Regions from separate parts of the Pan troglodytes genome. Here region 2 is linked to region 1. A link is a contact called in public HiChIP or PLAC-seq data. All regions are on one chromosome and are shown on one strand. The core of a region is the stretch at or near the end of the contact, and the rest is flanking DNA. Distances in the headings are between cores, read along the strand shown.

Region 1 (3,028 bases), core at 221-2,720:
TAAGCTCTCATTTCTCTTGGGTGAGTTGAGGAATTAGTTGGTCACCAGGTATTCATATGTTTAGGTTTTGTAAATACTACCAGTTTGCCAATGTGGTTTTATCAATTTCATGAGCCATGTATGAGGGTTCCAGCTGTGACATCCTCGACAAACTAGGTATTGTCAGTCCTTTTAATTTTAGCCATTCTTGGGTGGGTGAGGGCAGTGAAGAGCTATTCTTGACATGGAATGACAAGACCTAGTGTGCCCGAGGTGAAGGCCTGAGCGTCCAGGGGAGCATGAGCCTGTCTTCTATGCCCTGCTGTGCTATGGCAATGTTTCAGTGTGCTCAGGAGGAAAACAGACAGCAGAGAAGCCGAGTGCTCCAAAGTGGGCAGAAATGAGACAGGCATAATGTGCTAGGCTAATGGTGACTCTTGGAATTTTGTCATTAGCTACAAAGAGGGCAGTGACATGATTTACACACACACACGGGGTGGGGTATCTGAAATATTAGGCAGCTAGTATGGCAGGGGCACCGCCTAATCAGCATGGATGCTGGCCAGGAGAGGACGTGTGTATGTGCTGGCTGGAAACAGTCCTGCTCATAGGTCACGATCTTAATGATTAAATAACAAGGCAAGAAATCCGAGAGGGCAGTGCCTGGGAGCACCCTGTTTGCTCTGTGGCCAGAATGCAGCACACTGAAGTACTGCCTATCAGGGTTAGAGGTGCTCGTGATGGTTTGGGCAAATACAAATATTAATCCAGAGTATTTGAGTCTGCATGAAAATACTGAAAAGTGAGGGAAGACCCAACCGTTTCCAAGAAATACAAATGGGAACTGGCGATAACTTAAAGAACATAATCAGAGAGGCAGAGGGCATTGGGTTTTACTAAAATATGAAGACATAACGTCCTGTCTCCACGTCAGCAACTGCCCAAAGTACACGCGTTCAAGCGAAAAGAGCGGGTGGGGTGGGGAGGCTCAGGGCCAGCCAGAGCTTCGGTGCTTGCACGCCCAGGCCTCCGGGTGACGACTGCTTCCAATTCCGCGGCCTTTAAACCCCAGGTTGTTTAAAAAAAAAAAAAAAAAAAAAAAAAAGAAAACCTATTTCTCTAAAAGTCACGATTCGAGCCCCATCTGAGGACGCAGCGATCCAGCGCCAACTCATTATCTGAGATAAAGGAGTGATTTTACCAGAAGCGCCTATGCAAGACGCAGGGCCCCGCGCGGGCTGCTCCCACCTCTTTCTCTCCTTGCAGGCTACCGAGACCCTGGCTGGGGCGGCCGGCGGCCCCTCCGGCGCATCCGTCGGAAATGATGAGTGGCTCCAGTGGCCGGGGTCTGCAGGACCTACCCCAGCGGGCATGGCGGGAGCCCCGCAGCCCCACACAGCCGCGCTCTGAGCCGCTGACCCCGCGTCTCTGCGTGAGGGACCAATCAGCTGCCAGCTAAGTTCACATACCTAGAAGGCCAATTTTGATTGGCTGGGCGCGGGCTAGTCCGCGGGACGGGCGGGCGCGCGGGCGCTGTTGGGCTCCTCTGAGCGGTTGAGGTTGGGGCTGGGGTTGGGCTCGGGTTGGGTTCCGCCTGGGGCAGGAGGGAAAGGCGGGAGCCAGGGCGTCAGGGCCTGCGGACGATGTGTGTGTGAACGGGCGCGTCAGCCATAAGAAGCCATATGCGTGCGAGCCGGTCCCCACCGTCCCCGCGGCGTTGTCACCATCATCATGAGGCCACTGGAGCAGCCTCAGGCGCTGCTGACGGGGAGCCGGGCGCGGGGTGCGTCGGGCTCTGCAGGTTGGTACTCACACCCAGCGCGCAGGATGGCAGGCAAGTGAGTCCTGAATCCTGCCCGCGGCTACCCGACACCTCGCCTATGAGTTCCCGGCCCGGCATTGCTCCATGACCTATGCATGGGCACAACTCTTGAGCGCCACCCACAGGAACCTCACTTACATTGGCTTAACAAAAACGCAACTGATGGTTCCACATAACTGAAAATGTCAGAAGTAGGCCTTCAGGCATGGACGTATCCAGGTACACATTGACCATGGTCCTGGAGGGTTTCTCTCCATCTCTCAGCTTCCTTCCTTTTTGCTGGCTTCCCTTGTGGAGGCAAGATGATCACCAGGACCTCCTGAGGTTTACATGTTATCAGATTATCAACCTCAACAAAAAGGAGATTCTTTTTTTTCCCAGCCTTCCAGGCTGGGCAGTGGTGAGTTTGGCCCACCTGAACTACAAGGACTGAGATGGGTGTGGCCCCCCCTCCCCACCAGGAATATAGCAGTGCTGTCATTACCAGAAGGGGCCTCAGATGCTGTGGAGGGCAGTGCCCCATCCTCTGTTTTCAAGCATTATCTGGGAGAGTTGATGCTTGAACCTATTACTCTCACAAAAATAGCAATAATAATAATGGTTATTATGACAGTGAAACCCAAAAACACTTATATGGCTCTTACGGTTTCCACATACAAAGCACTTTGACCCACTACTGTCAGGGAAGCAGGGCTTTGCACCCACTGGAGACGCTTCATCCAGCCAACATTCAAGCAGTTTGTTGGGGAGTGGAACAGGGAAGAGCAACACAGGCTGTGTAACCCCAAATGCTTTGTCATCCCAGAGACAAAGCACCCGGGTTTTTATAGTGGAAGGAGGTTCATTAATGGACAGTTTGACGATGTTTTTTCTTCAGTATTTCAGTAAGTTGAGGGTGTCTGACAGATCATCCTAGGTGATGTGATTGGCAGCTACATGTCTTGGAAAGTTCTCAGCAGGTTGGAATGCTCCTGTCTTTTCTGATGCTCCAAGCACAAGTGTAGCTGGAGTCAGCTTGAAGCTGGTTGGCTTGGGAATGCAGGATTCCATGACAGCCAGCCCCCAGGAGCCCCTAGACATTCACGCATGAGCTAGCACACGCCTGCTTCTGATGTCACCCTCTCACTCTTCTTGGGCTCAGAGGATCCCCCCATCCCCGCCACCCGTGGGCTTTATTGTTAAGAGTCAGTTCTGAGAAGACAGGTCCAGGCCTGTGCCCTAGCATCC
Region 2 (3,021 bases), core at 518-3,017, 76 kb before region 1:
ATGAGAAAAAGGGCATCTCTCCTACATAAATGTTCCCAATTAACTTTTCATTGGTGAAAACAGAAGCCAGGTCTGAGGGGGGCCGCTGGATCGCTTTAGCCCGGGAGGTCGAGGCTGCAGTGGGCTGTGATTGCACCACTGCACTCCAGCCCAGGTGACAGAGTGAGACCCTGTCTCAAAATAAAAAAGAAAAGAAAATCTGTCTTTAATGCTGCTCTCAGGGCTCAATAAGCCTAGACACTATAGTAAAGAGTTCATTAAGGTGACTAACAAGAAAACTACTAACAAAAAAGGCACGTGTAAGTCTTGCTAACCAACGGACTGCCTCAAGAGGCTGTTTGAAAAGATATGCTTGGCAAGCTAAGGTCCATTTTCATTTACTGAAGTTTCTCAGGCATAAGAAAAAAAATAATGGTCAATGAGACCTGCAAAACTATATCCAAACTCAAATGAATGCTAAACTCTTTCTAGACTCCGGGAAACTAGGCAAAAGCAGACAAACAGCACCACTGTGTGGGCTCCTGACGAGGATGGCGGCAGGCATTCGCAGTCCACCGCGATGAACACGGTGCTTCCCTTCCAAACCGGTGTCTGGAACTTGGGCAACAACAGATACCTGGATCTGCGGCGTTCTCTTGCTCAAGCGGGAAATAATCACTTCGCATCATCTGCGTGGAGTAAATATTGTGATGGTGACACCTGCACGTTTAACCAAATGCCAGGACACCTAAGTTGGGTTTCCAGTCTGAACCGGCAGAAAAGGGATGTATTCGGTATTCCTGGTGCCAAGGTGAGAACGTAACCGCAAACCCAAGAGAAGTCTCCCACCCCAGCTCCTGGGCTACAGACAGGAACTGGCAACACCGCTGTGGGCCGTCCCGGGCGCGGCGAGGCCGGGGCCCAGCACATTCCCCTCCTCTCGACCCAGGCACTGAGGTCTGTAAGAGGCACTCGCACCCGGGCGGGCTCCCTCGACGGGAAAACCAGCCCTGAAGGTGACGCGCTGGGTCCCGGCGCAGCCCCGCTTCAGAGCCGAACTGCCCAGCGCGGCCCCGGGGGCTGTTGGGCCCCAGAAGCGCGACCCTCGCCCGCAGCGCGCTTGCGGGGGCGGCGGTGGCCGGGGTACGGCAGGCAGCCCGCCGCGGAGGGCGCGGGGTGATTCAGCAGGCCCGGGGCCCCGAGCGCACCGGCCCCCGCCCGCCCTCCGCCGGCTGCCTCCTCCCAGGCCTCCGAGGGGTCCGCAGGCCGCCCCGGCCCAGACCAGCCCCTGGCCCTCCCGGCTCGGCCCCGGCCTGGGTCCCTCACGGGGCCCCGGGGCCCGCATCCCTCGGCCCCGCCGGCCGGCAGCCACCGGCCCCGCTCGGCCTCCCGGCTCGGCCCCGGCCCCTCACGGCGTCCCAGGCCCTGCCGCCCTCCACAGCTCGGACCCCGGCCCCGCCGCACCCGCCGCCCTCGCGGCGACACTCACCGAAGGTGCGGCGCTGCTTGAAGGTCTTCTCCGACGGCATGGTGCGGGGATCTGGGCGGCGGCGGCGGCGACGACGCGAGGATCCCGGCGGCTCCTGGGGGCGGCGGCTGCTGCTGCGGCGGCGAATCCGACTCTGGCGATAGCCACTTCCCTTGTATCTCCTCAGCCCGCAGCCTGGTCAGGTGACTCGCGACGCGTCACCGAGAGGCGGGGCCAGAGCCGGCCGGGGCCGCCGCCATGACGGGCGTGGCGGAACCCAGCAGCGGCACGCAGCGTGGGGGCGGAGCAGGTGTGTGCGCGTGCGCGTTGGGCGAAATGCGCGCTCTGCGCATGCTCCCGGTCGTGCCCCAGCGCCGCCCAGCACCGCTGGGAGCCTGAGGCCCCTGAGGTGACGGTTGGGGGCTGGGCCGCACCACGGGGCTGTGGGCGCTCGGGAGCCTGCTGCCCGGTCCTGAGGAGATGGCAGCGCGGGGCGGGGGAGGCTGAGCCACAGGCGGGGTGTCCCGGGGCACTCTTGAGGGAGCGGTCAGAGGAAGGGACATGGGGCAAACCCGACCATCCTTTCCCCTCCAGAGAGAGACTTGGTGGTGCTGCACGAGACGCCGGGCTGGCACCCCGGGCTGAGGCGCGCAGGGCAGGCCGCGCCGTCTCCGGGAGGCAGGGTCGCCGCTCGCCCGTGGAGCCCTGGCTCCCTCTGCGTGCAGGGGCGCGCGTGGTCCGTGGGTGGCTTCCGGGGAGCGGCCGCTGGTGACCTCCGCCCGCGGTCACTCGACGCCCAGCCTTGGCGCGTTTGCGCAACTGCTTTTGTCCCGAGCCTTCATTCTGGGCGCAGTCCTCTCTCCTAGTCCCCCCGCCGCGGCGCCTGGAACTCTCCTGGTGGCTGTAAGATATTCCTACCGTTAGGTCGTCTGTGGCGACCGCCAGGCCTGCCCCACATCGCTAGCCGCCCTGTCTACCCCTCAGCCTCCCAGCCACTAAACTCGCTGGACAACCTTACACTAGTGACAGTGTTTGAGTCTCAGACTCATCTGTGAAAGGGCAGTCATATTTGAGGACTCCAAATGGGCTGCAGTGCGTAAACCACCATGCGATATTTGGTTGCTATTGCCCACCTCAGCCTGTGGCCAATGTGTCTCTGTAGGAACAGCACTAGATTCTTTGGGGTTTTTTTGAGACAGGGTCTTGCTCTGTTGCCCAGCCTGGAATGCAGTGGCACGATCATAGCTCGCGGCGGCCTCGGTCGCCTGGGCTCAAGGGATCCTCCTGCCTCAGCCTCCCGAGAAGCTGGGAGTAGAGCCGGGATCTCGCTGTGTTGCCCAGGCTGGTCTTGAACTCCTGGCCTCAAGCAACCCTCCCGCCTCGGCCTCCTTAAGAGTTGGGATTACAGGCGTGAGCCACTGCTCCCGGCTATTTGGCTGTTTTTGTTCTTTAACATCTAATACTTTGAAAGAGCCCCATAGTTCCAGGATTTCTCCTTTTGACTTTGTAAAAGCCTTTCTTCTATCCCAATTGGATAAAGTAATTGGATTAGGCTAATACACGCTACACTGTGA

The links. HiChIP or PLAC-seq counts read pairs in DNA pulled down with a chosen protein or histone mark.
Region 2: an H3K4me3 HiChIP or PLAC-seq map of stem cell-derived excitatory neurons shows a contact between it and region 1, with 6 times the contacts expected there. The contact joins the promoter of FBXO31 here to the promoter of C16H16orf95 in region 1. A contact is called at or near these places in 2 of 7 Hi-C or Micro-C datasets (induced pluripotent stem cells and stem cell-derived neural progenitor cells), 1 of 1 datasets of contacts at active chromatin or transcription factors (stem cell-derived excitatory neurons) and 1 of 1 other capture datasets (stem cell-derived neural stem cells).

The regions. Positions count from the first base shown.
Region 1 is chr18:85,484,683-85,487,710 of NHGRI_mPanTro3-v2.0_pri, reverse strand. C16H16orf95 (chromosome 16 C16orf95 homolog) reads left to right here and starts at 1,470. Exons shown (of 5, transcript XM_063797925.1): 1 at 1,470-1,780. The coding sequence starts at 1,662. LOC134808832 (a long non-coding RNA gene) reads right to left here and starts at 1,406. Exons shown (of 2, transcript XR_010152678.1): 1 at 1-1,406.
Region 2 is chr18:85,560,954-85,563,974 of NHGRI_mPanTro3-v2.0_pri, reverse strand. It overlaps FBXO31 (F-box protein 31), which reads left to right and starts at 1,767. Exons shown (of 11, transcript XM_063797921.1): 1 at 1,767-1,856. It overlaps MAP1LC3B (microtubule associated protein 1 light chain 3 beta), which reads right to left and starts at 1,628. Exons shown (of 4, transcript NM_001246576.1): 1 at 1,469-1,628. The coding sequence starts at 1,508.